Linked DNA regions of Oryctolagus cuniculus: region 1 is linked to region 2. The links are chromatin contacts, called in public Micro-C maps. All regions are on one chromosome and are shown on one strand. Each heading gives the region's core, a stretch centred on a gene start, on an enhancer-like site or on the middle of the called end of the contact. The rest is flanking DNA. Distances are from core to core; before and after follow the strand shown.

Region 1 (5,872 bases), core at 2,547-5,046, 41 kb before region 2:
AAATAAGATATGATTGATGCACAAAAATGGTTTATTGAGTTCTAAACTAAAAGGAATGAAAAATAATTGATGAACAGGTCATGAAAATTACTTATTTGAGGGCCAGCACTGCGGCGCAGCAGGTTAAAGCCCTCGTCTGCAGCGCTGGCATCTCTATGGGCATTGGTTAGAGTCTCAGTTGCTCCACTTCCTATCCAGCTCTCTGCTATGGCCTGGGATAGCAGTAGAAGATGGTCCAAGTCCTTGGGCCCCTGCACCCATGTGGGAGACCCGGAAGAAGCTCCTGGCTCCTGGCTTTGGATTGAGTCAGCTCTGGCTACTGCAGCCATTTGGGGAGTGAACCAGCAGATGGAAGACCTCTCTCTCTCTCTCTCTCTCTCTCTCTCTCTGCCTCTGCCTTTCTGTAACTCTGCCTCTCAAATAAATAAATAAATCTTTTTTAAAAATCACGTATTTGTATACTGTATAATCTATGAAAAGATATATATGCCCAGTGTTCTATCTATAGAATGGGGTTTTATATATATATATATGTGTGTGTATATATAATATATATATATATATAATGAGAGATAGAGAGAACGTATCATGACATGTGTCCTATTCATAGGACAATCTGTCTTTTCATTCATTCTCATTCTCAATGATAATAAAGAATATATGACCTTTAGATTATAATTTCTCACATATTTTAATACACCTGTGTAAATGTCATTGAAATATTCATATAACTGAAATCTTGGGATCTAATGGGTTAAAGATCATGGTAAATTATCTTTGAATTGGGGGAGCCAGCACTGTGGCACAGCGAGTTAACGCCTTGGCCTGAAGCACCAGCATCCCATATGGGTGCGGTTTGGGGCCCGGCTGCTCCTCTTCCAATCCAGTTCTCTGCTATGGCCTGGGAAAGCAGCAGAAGATGGCCCAAGCCCCTGCACCCATATGGGAGATGCGGAGGAGGCTCTTGGCTCCTGGCTTCGGATCGGTCCAGCTCCGGCCGTTGTGGCCAACTGGGGAGTGAACCAGCAGATGGAAGACTTCTCTCTTTCTGCCTCTCCTCTCTCTTTTAACTCTGACTTTCAAAAAAATCTTTAAAAAAAAGAAAGAAAGAAAAATTTTAAAAAATCTTTGAATTGGACTGTTTTGCAGAAAAATAGTAAATAAACTAAAAGGAATGGAGAGTCCTCCCGGGGCCCAAGAAGGCCAGGGCCGGGAGTCCTGAGCCCTGGTTCAGGGCCGGCCTGGGGAGCCCTGGACAACAGGGTAACCCTGGAAGTCCCTGCTGGCCGCTGGCCACCGTGGTCCTCGAGGCTGCCCAACACTGTCAGCGCCTCCTCAGCCCCTTCTCCCGAGAGCCAGAGGGAGCAGGGTCTTCACTGAGCTGACCCCACTTCCACCTCCACACCAGACCCCACAGGCTCATGGGTCAGGGCCCAGCTCTCCCTCCCCACCGGGCAGCCTGGGAAGGGATCCCCAGCAAGCCCCTGTGAGGGCCCAGTGAGGACAGAGAAATGGACAGTCAGTGGCAGGAGTTTGCAGCAGGCCTTGCTGGGCGCCAGGGAGCCAGGAGGTGGGCACTGGAATGCACCACCTGTCCCTGTGGGGCCACAGCCCAGGTGGGGAGAAGGTAGCTGAACTCCCTCCCCACCAGGAAGGATTCCGCTGGGCTCAGAAGGAAACCAAGTTAAGCGTCCTGGGGATGAGGGCGGAATCCGGGGCACAAGGGCAGGCCTCAGAGGTCACCCTTTCCCAGGCCCCATCTCTGAGCTGCTCAGATCAGCCCTCAAAGGCTAGCAGGGGTCCCGGGGTGAGGGTAGGGGAGCTGGTGCAGAGGCAGGGAAAGCCGCGGGCCCTCCTCTGCCAGCCCTGCCCTCAGTGAGGTGGGAGGGAGGAGGCAGCAGTGGGCGGGGCCCGGACCAGGCAGGGGGCCCGGACCAGGCAGGGGCCGGCACCCAGGACCCCAGCGCCCAGGACCCCGTCTCTTGTCCTTAGTCCTGCTAGAATCTAGGACATTGTGAAAAGCAAAAACAAGCAGGGTTGGCGTTAAACGCCTTGCATGACCCCCAGAGAAGGGCCCCCAGACTGAGACCCTAAGAGACAGCTCAGAGCAACCTCTAAGCTGAGAACCCATTGACGAAGCTGGAAAAGGACCCCTCAAACTGTCACTTCACGGGGGGTCCCCCAAATAGGAAAGATCCAGAGAGGCCCCAGGCTGATCCCACCAAGAGAGCCAGCATGAGAACACTGTGGAGACCAGGCCAAGATGGGGTCCTCCCCGCCCCGCCCACATGGCAGAGAGACCAGGAAGGACCGCCGGCCAGGGCCCGTGGGGATTTAGGCCCCACCTTCATTGGCTTCCAACTGGCGTTTCAAGGAAACCAAACTTGTCCTAACTCGCTCCCACCAGAGCTAGCCTCCTGCGGCCCCACCCGTGCTCTCTCCAGCTCTGCCTCCAGCTGGAGGAGGTTCCAGGCCAGGCCAAGAGCAGCGTGGAGCCCACCCGAGCCAGAGCAGGGGGCAGGAGGTGTCCTGGCAGCCTTGTCACGGGGCGTGGAAGCTCTTGTTCTGTGACATCCTGGGTCGGCTCTCTCCAGTGTCAGAGCCTGGAGCAGCTGGGAACACCTGAGCTCTGCACTCCTACGCATGTGTGTGCACGTGTGTGTACATGTATGTGAGACACACAGGGAGGCAGGAACACCTAAGCCCTGCACTCCTGTGCATGTGTGTGCATGTATGTGCACATGTGTGTACATGTATTGAGAGACGCACAAAGAGAGGTGGGAACACCTGGGCCCTGCACTCCTACTCGTGTGTATACATGTGTGTTCATGTATGTGCACGTGTGTGTGCGTGTGTGAGACACACAGAGAGACAGGCAAGAACAGCTTGGGGCCACCCTGAGAAAGCTGAGAGCTAGAGAAGGTAGCTGGGAGCACAGGTGATGATGTCGGGTGCGGGAAACATGGGGTTTTTTAATTTTTACTGATTTCTTTTCATTGAATTTGAAAGGCAGTGAGACACAGAGAGATAAACAGAGAGAGAAAGAGGTCTTCCATTCACTGGTTCACTCCCTAAATGCCTGCAATAGCCAGAGCTGGGCCAGGCCAAAGCCAGGAGCCAGGAACTCAACCCAGGTCTCGCACAAGGTGGCAGGGACCCAGACACTCCAGCCATCGCCTGCCTGCCAGGGTGTACATTAGCAGGAAGCTGGACTGGCAGTGGAACAGCTGGGGCTCGAACCAGGCACGGTGATACAGGGCACAGGGACTTAACCACGATGCCAAACGCCCTCCCCAAAGTTCTTTTTAATGGCCGGCACCACACCCCTCTTGGTGAGGAAAGGGGTGCCTTGGGTGTGCTCAGGGCACCTCGCAGGGAACCATGGGATTGCTCGGCATGCAGACACAGCTGGGAAACAAATGTTGGCTGTGTGGCGTGTAAGGAGGCCGGGAGGGGCCGAGGGGGGAACAGGAGCACCTGGGCCTCCTTTGCTCCAACCTGGAGGGCAAGCGGGTGTGTTCCTCCCACCCCTACATGCCCCCACCCCGGGAGGGACTTGGGTAGAGAACAGTACACACACACACACACACACACACGCACACACACGCCCAGGGTCCTTCTGCTCTTCGTCCACCCCGGCCCATCTGGGCACCGCCCTTCCTGTGGGCCCAGTTCCCCTCCCCCCAGCAGATGGGAAGCAGCTTCTTTCCCCTCCCGGCCAAGGTGACTCACCCAGCCTCAGATGCCCAGGCAGTGACTCAGCCGGCACCGCCCTTGTCCCCTGGGGCCAAGGCAGCAGCAGCCGGAAGCCTGGGCCCCAGAGCACTAGCACGGAGACCCTTCACCACTGGACCCTGGGCTGGGCAGGGTGGGACACAATGAGGGCCAAGGCCCTGGGTCTCAGAAGGTGCCCCACGCACCCACGCCTCATCTCCTCCCGTGGAGAGCCTGCAAAGGCCAGCTAAATTCCAGGGACCTCAGGGAGCCCTCCAGGGTCCCACCAGACCAGGCCTCCACCTGCCTGTCCCACGCAGGGCTCTCCCCCCACCCCACCCCACCCCCGCCCTCAGCCTGCATCCTCAGGCATCTTGTCTTCTCTCGTCCTCACCCCCTCACGGTGAGCTCACCCACCCCGGGACCCAGTCTCACTCCTCCGGCATGAGCAACGGGAGCGGCCACACTGGGTGCCAGCCAGCTTGATGGTTACCAAAGGGCAGGGGGCACTCTTTAGGGTCCTTCTCGCCTCCTGAAACCACACCACCCAACAGCAAGGTCTCTTCTGGGGCCCAGGGTGCTGCTGAGACCCCAGGGTGGAAATCAGGGCTCCATGGAGTCACTGCAGGAAGCTTCCTTCCCCAGGGACCAGTGAGGGAGCCCAGAGAACCGGGAAGGTCAGAGAAGCAGTCAGAGAGAGAAAGCAAAACAGGGGTGGGGCTGGGGGGACAGGGAAAACAGAAACGGGGGGGGGGGGCTGACTGTAAGGAAAAGGGGCGCAGAACACAGAGGAGACAGGATACGGACACACAACCCAGAGGAATTTATTCAAGAAATATAAATTCGCAGAGGTGGGTGACCAACTGGCAGAGGGCCAGTCCTCAGTGGGCCAGGCCGTACCTAGCTCAGGGTGGGCTGAGGGTTAGAGACGGAGGTGAGTTTCTCCCTACAGGTTTTTCAGGTTTCCACACCGGCTTTCAAACCAGGAGAAGAATGCAGGAGGTGGGGTGAACAATACAGGGCGTGTCTCTTGGAAGAAGGCCAGGGCAAGGGGTAAAATGGCATCTTCTCTACTTTCAGGCAAAAACCTAAAATGGCCGAGGCTCCTGTCCTTGTTCTGTCAGACACCAGGGCAGCCCCTGAAGCCAGCCGTGACCAGGGACTGAAGCTAACAGGCAGGCCCGTCAGACGGCCACGCGCCCCACGCTGGTGCCAGCCACACTACTTTGCTGGGACTTGCCGGGATCTTGGGCACCTCCATGCCCCAGCGCAGGAGACAGTTGGGCACAGAGTCACTACACCGGCTGGGACAGTCTCCAGTTCTCTACGAAGCACAGAAGTCAGGATACAGTCAGGCCGTGGAACATGCAAGGCGGTGACCCTGCCAAGCTGCGTGGCGCCACCGCAGCGCCGGTTTCGCGCGGGCGGCCTGCTGGGTTCTGCCCGACGGGCTTGCGCCCCCTGGTGGTCGAGGAGCGTGGCTGCGGCGCTGGCGTCTGCTCTCCCGGTTCCCCTGGCCGTGGTGCCGGCCCGCCTGCCGCCAGCCCTTCCCGGGCCGCGTTCCTGCTGACTCACCAGGAGGCAGGGGTGCTGATTCATCTCCAGGGAGCCTTCCCACGCCCACGCCCGCACACCTGCCCCGCACAGAAGGGCTTTCCTGGGCAGTCCCTGCTGGAAAGCCCAGGTGAGCTTCTGAGACCTCGGAAGTGTGCTCACAGCCTCGGGGTCGGAGAGGAGAGGGTTAAGGTGTGGGACAGGGCTGCGCTGCCAGGGTCTCCCCCCACGGCCTTCGCCTGGGATCCGAGGGTTCCCTGCAGAAAGGAGCTTGGGTCCAGGTGGAAGTCCTGGCGGCGGCGGCGTCAGCTCTGAGTCAGGGGTGACCTCGTGGCCGCATCTCTGAACCCAGATGCCGTCACCAGAAAGATCTCTTTATTACCCTTTGCGCGCAAAAATAAGCTTTGAAATCTCTCACCAAACTGCATTATTCACGAGACCTAGTACAGTGCCCTCCGGCGTGACCACCACCCCGCCTTGCCCACCGGCCGGGTCACTCCGGATTAGCCCCTGGCGGTGGGTCCGTGCACTCCCCTGCTGTGCAGCACCTACAGTGTGCAGGGTGCTTCACCGGGCGCTCACCTGATTAGCAATCAGGCGGGCG
Region 2 (5,670 bases), core at 1,151-3,650:
CTCCAGCATGGGGGTGGCACAGGTGTGCTGCCCCAGAAGCCCCTTCTTAGCAAGGTTGGGCAGGAGGTGGTTCCTGCAACTGGCCTGGGAGATGGAGTGGGGATAGTGTATACCAAGCCTTCCAAAAAAGGGAGACCGAAGGGACCACGTGTCCTCCAAGGGGCCTTCTTGCCCTGGCCCCTGCTCCTCCCCCAATATTCTCTTTGTCTTCTCCTGGGCTGATTCATCGTTGAGCAACCAGGAGGCTCTCACCCCCACCCCGCCCACCTCTGCCCAGCTTGCTGACTTCTCCAAAAGCCCAAATTGCCCTGACACCATGCCCCTGGATCCCAGCCACTGGAGCCCCACCCTCCCACCCCCAGATGCGGAGCTCCACCCCCTCCAAGTGCTTGCTAGCCACCCCCACCTCTCCAGCCCCCAGCCCCTGACCCCTGCAAAGCTGACGTTCTCTTCCCATGACATGCTGGGGTCTTTGCTTGTTCCCAAGTGTTGGGATGTGCCCATGGGCTCCTCTCCCCAAGCCTCTGTTCTCTCCAGAGCCCAAGCTGAAAGGCCCATCCTCTTTGCCCCTTCCACCTGCCTCATGTCTCCATCATTCATTTGCTTGTCTGTTCATTGAATCACTTATTCATTCTCTCAGTCATTCCCTCTTTTTTTTTTTTTTTTTTTTTTTGACAGGCAGAGTGGACAGAGAGAGAGAAAGGTCTTCCTTTGCCGTTAGTTCACCCTCCAATGGCCGCCACGGACGGCGCCCTGCAGCCAGCGCATCGTGCTGATCCGAAGCCAGGAGCCAGGTGCTTCTCCTGGTCTCCCATGCGGGTGCAGGGCCCAAGCACTTGGGCCATCCTCCACTGCACTCCCGGGGCCATAGCAGAGAGCTGGCCTGGAAGAGGGGCAACCAGGACAGAATCCGGCGCCCCGACCGGGACTAGAACCCAGTGTGCTGGCGCCGCAAGGCGGAGGATTAGCCTATTGAGCCACGGCACCGGCCAGTCATTCCCTCTTGACCCACTCGTGTGTCCCAGCTGCCTTCGATATACACAGAGGCTCAATCCCAGCTGGGCTGGCACTGCTGTCTCGATTTGCAAGATTGTTCCAAACCCATCTCCCCAGTCTCCGCAGCCCTGCACCCTGCTCCCTCTCAACCTTTCTTTCCACTTGAACGAGGCTCAGGGTTCACACAGGTGCACCTGCCTCAGCCCTCCCTGCCTCACAGGGCTCCCTGCATCTAATTCTCACACACACACATAGCAAGACACGCTGCCACCCCTGGATAAGCCAGCTACCTCCCACCCCCTGCTGCTTTTGTATCAAGAAGCCAGATCCTCAGAAAAGTTCTCTGAGACCAGTGAAGTCGGAGAAGTTGGGAGCAGACACACAGACACATGGCTCCCCTGGCCTCACCAGCACAGAGCACTTTACTAGTGGGTGGGGAAAGGCTGCAGCCGGCTCGCCAGCCCCCCTGCCCTCACCCCCACAACCTGCAGGGCAGGGGCAGCCTCCTAACACCTGGTGCCTCTGCCAATCAAGGCTTCAAGCCACGACCTGCCTGGATCGTAAGCTGGAGAAGCTGCAGGGCTGGAGATTCCGCCCCTCTCCCTCACCCTCTCCTGGGGAGCTCCCAGGCTTCCCCAGGGCCTCACCCAGGTCCCTCCCAAGGAACAGCTCCGGGAGCACAATGGGGCCCGCTTCCGGGACCTGCCCAGGGCGCGGGGTGGAAGAGAGGCCGCCTCAGCCCCTGCCCCCGCTGCCCGCGTTCTCGGCCTCCCTGGGCCCTCCCGGGCCCCATCACCTCTCCCAGGGCACGGTGAGGCCTGCGGCAAGGCCTGGCTACCCCTCAGCCCCCCACCGGTGTGCGTTTGCCCATTTCTGTCTGGGGAGGACGGAGCCGCTGCGGGCAGAGCTCCCAAACGCTCTGCCCAGTGGCCTAGCCCCTGGAGAGGAGCCCAGGCGGTTGCTGGCCCCGAGAGGGGGTCTTGCCACCCTATTCACTCCTTGGAAGGCCTCTGCCAGCCCCCGGGACTCCCCATTCCCAGAGTGGCCTTGGAGGAAAGTTAATAATTAACAAAACCTTCCTGCCGGGCCTCGGCCAGGCCCCTCTCCCCAGAACCCCTCACTGTCACTTCTCCTGGCCTCCCAAGCCCGCGGGGTCCCTCCCAGGGCAGGCCTGGGGTGCTCACCTGCCTCCTCTGTCCACCTCCTCTCCAGCAGGGCTCTGGGGCCTGGGCTCTGACACTGCCAAGCAGCTCCCCGAGCTCAGCCCAGCCAGGACTCCTCCCCACTGCACTCCCAGAATCTGTCCCACTCCCTCCCCAGCCCTGCCTGGCTGAGCTGGCTCGGTGGGGAGATAGTGACTGAGCTCCCTCTTGACTTGGCCCTGGGGTTGGGCCCTTGTTAAAGGGATACACACCTTTTATCACACCCCTCTACCCCCACCCCAGAGGGAGTGGTGGAAGCTGGCACTCCCCCAACCCCACCCTCCTTGCTCTGCAGGGCAGGAGCAGAAGCAACCAGGTGCAGAGGGGACGGGAAGCACTGTCACCTGTCACCTGTCACCTGCCCTTCTCACCTGGATCCCTGAGAGCCAGGTAACAGACAAGTGCAGTTAGCATTCCAGGCCAGCCCTAACTGGCCACAGAAACTTCCCCATTGTTGGGATTTCAGGAGCAGTGCCTGATTTCCGTGGGCTCAGGTCAGAGGCGGTCATCAGCGCCCAGAGGCTGGCTTCCTGGTCTCCCATCTCCAGTCCAGTCCAACAGAAAACTCTCCTGATACACACCCCCATCACAAAGACCTCCCAGGCGCAAAGGAGGACTCCTCTGGGAACCCTTTCCCTAGGTACCCCAGGAGACTGGCAGCTCCGCCTCCCGCTGTCCTGGGGCAGCCCTGACCCCAGAGTAGGGGCTCCCTGGCCCCCACTCACAGGCATCAGCTGTGTGTCAGACTCTCTAAGTTCTTCACAGGGCAGGGTGCCCCATGCTCATCCTCCTAACCAGCCTGTGAGGAAGTCCCTTCATATCCCCATTTCACAGATGAGGAAACTGGTACCCTAGGGCACGCCCAGAGTCTCAAAGACACGTAAGTGGCAGAGCTGGGATGCAAACCCAGGCCAAGACACCTGGGTTCATGTCCTTCCCAGGTGTGTCCCCTAGGCCTCAGTTCTTGCCAGAGGACCAGCCCTGTGGCTGAGAGCAGCCCATGCCTTGGACAGGACTGGTTCTGCCACCTGTGAGGCCTGGTACCATCCCCAACCCAGATACAGGTGAAAAGTGAGTCCTAATTCACTGCCCCTAAAAACCACTGCCACCCTCTCGTCTGTGGAGTCTGGAGGAAGAAGCATCCAATCAGCATTTGTGGGACCAGCTCTGTGGTGCAGCGAGTTAAAGCCCCAGCCTGCAGTGCCAGCATCCCATAAGGGTGCTGGTTTGAATCCTGGCTGCTCCACTTCCAATCCAGCTCCCTGCTAATGCATCTGGGAAAGCATCAGAGGATGACCCAGGTCCTTGGGCCCCTGCTCCCATGTGGGAGACCCAGAAGAAGCTCCTGGCTCCTGGCTTTGGGTCGGTTCAGCTCCAGCCATTGCGGCCATTTGGGAAGTGAACCAGCGGATAGACCTCTCTGTCTCTTTGTAACCCTTCCAAATAAATAAAATAAATCTTAAAAAAAAGACAACATTTGTTAATTTTTCTATTTTTTTATTAATCAAATGATATAAAACAACCATCATTCCGTAAATGTCCAAGCACCCAGCCAGTCCTCTCACCCCAAAGGCACTCCCTCCTCATCCTCTCCTCCCATCCTGCTCCCCATTTCCCCTGCCCCGGCCCAGGGATGGAGCCCTGGGAGGAAGTGGGGGCAGGGCTGGAGGCAGACAGGGACAGCACTGGACAGACAGGAAGGGAAGAGGTTGGGAGGGTTGGTTCCCAAAGACCCTTTTCAGTACCATCTTTCCAGCCGCAGCCCCAGCCCCTGCCTCCAAACTATGTCCCGCAGCCCTCTCCTCTCCACCCTCCAAGGTCCCCCCATCTCCAGCCCCAGCCCACAGCCATGCCTCCCGCCAGTGGACACCCCACGGAGCACCCAGGGGGAAGAGCACAGAGCTCCTGGGGTAGACTGCTGCGGAGCCACACCTGGCAGAGGTGAGAGGCGCTGCAGGCTGGGGAACAGGGTGGTGGTGGAGAGAAGTTTTATTCCCAGGCTCACAGTCTCGAGGTCCCCTCTTCCCAACACCCCCCAGGCACCCCAGGGGGATAGCCTCAACTCCCAGGGACGGGGCTCTCCTGCTTCACGCTCTTGGCGGCTTCGCCAATCAGCTCCCAGAAACTCCCGAACTCCAGTTTGGCATCGTTACAGTTGCCCAGGTTGGCAATCTTCTCTTCCAGCCCACAGTTGCTCTGGGGAGGGAAGACATCACAGCTCAGCCAGGCAGCACCTGCAGATCCACCGGCCCCACCCTTCCCCAGGGGCTGGCCCAGGACCTCAGTGCCTGTGTGGGTGGGGTCTTGGGCAGTGGCTTGGGGCAAGGGTCCAGTCCCTCAGTACCGGCATGAGGTGGGGCAGCTGCTGGGTGACCAGGTCCCGGAGCTCGGAGGGGGTCAGTGTCTCCTTCCCACCCTCCACGGAGTACTGGTGGAAGTTCTTGATGAGGGTCTCGATGGCCCTCTCCACGTCACTGAATTCCTGGGCATCCTGAGGGCAGGGCACATCACCCAGTTTACCCTAGGACACCTTGCTTCCCTGGCACGGCAGGAGATAGCTGGAAGGCACGCGGGGTGCCCGCCCACTCCAGAGCCCAGAACACTCTCCCCCACCCCCACCCCGGCCTCCAAGCCACAGCAGCCTCTGCCCCAAGCCAGAGGTTGGGCAAGGCTCTCCTCCCACTACCCCAGCCCCCCCAGGCAGGGCAGGTTCCAGCAAGTGCCAGGAGGACTCCATCCGCATCACCCTGTGTGGGCATCAGAGCTGGGGTGCAGGGCAAGGCCGGAGGAAGGGGCAGAAGTCAGTGGAGGCAGGAGGCAGGAGGGCAGTGCAGGAAGAGGAAGGCTGGGAGTGAGCAGGCCTACCTCGGCATTGGCTGACCGGCACTGGCCCATGGTGCCCACTGCGCTGGGTCCCTTGGAGAGTTCTGCTGTCCTACAGAGTGCCCCAGAGGAGCTGATGGCTCATGATCTGCCTAGAGGAGGGGGGGGCCTCAGGTGAGGGGGGGCACCTCACCCAGAGGCTCAGACAGCACTCCACACAGGCTCAGCCCCTGCCCGGGCTCCAGGACGTAAAGGCACAGCGCCCAGGCGAACCCATTTAGAGGGAATCCCCCAGGCCCCACCCTGGCCTCGCTGTTTCCACTTTTGCCAACAACCCACCTGTATTTGAAACACGCTCCCTCCGCACCCACCCTCCAGGAGCCCGGTCCCCAGCTCTCCCGGGGGCAGCCAAGGGTAGGAGAGGCTCGATGTGCTCCCGGGACAGGGGCAGCCCTTCTGAGTGAAAACCTCAGGCCTCCTTACCTGCTGGCAGCCGTTGAGACGGGACGGGAGGAGCCAGCTCACCTGAGCTCAGCTCTTATACCTGGGGGAAGGGAGGGGAGGCAGGGGGCTGGGCCTCATCTCTGAGCCACCCCTGCCATTGCAGCCGCCCAGGCGGTGAGCCAGCTGTGGGAGCCCCACCCCTCAC

What was found. A called contact is a pair of places that touch in the nucleus more often than the background predicts.
Region 1: a Micro-C map of ear pinna shows a contact between it and region 2, with 2.0 times the contacts expected there. The contact joins the enhancer-like site here to the promoter of S100A16 in region 2. A contact is called at or near these places in 2 of 6 Hi-C or Micro-C datasets (ear pinna and skin fibroblasts).

Annotation. Positions count from the first base shown.
Region 1 is chr7:44,735,850-44,741,721 of mOryCun1.1, reverse strand. All of the region lies in intron 1 of S100A3 (S100 calcium binding protein A3), which reads right to left. Among named protein-coding and RNA genes, the nearest start is that of S100A5, 21 kb to the left of the region's middle. Within about 2 kb of position 3,796, at least 4 of the 8 cell types and tissues checked have an H3K27ac peak or open chromatin away from gene starts, as enhancers often do. A contact at or near this core is called in ear pinna, where this site is marked.
Region 2 is chr7:44,694,100-44,699,769 of mOryCun1.1, reverse strand. It overlaps S100A16 (S100 calcium binding protein A16), which reads right to left and starts at 2,400. Exons shown (of 3, transcript XM_051857287.2): 1 at 2,181-2,400. The region is part of intron 1 of S100A3 (S100 calcium binding protein A3); the gene reads right to left. S100A14 (S100 calcium binding protein A14) reads right to left here and starts at 5,661. Exons shown (of 4, transcript XM_002715505.5): 1 at 5,505-5,661; 2 at 5,064-5,173; 3 at 4,543-4,689; 4 at 3,675-4,394. The coding sequence starts at 5,093. The coding sequence ends at 4,257.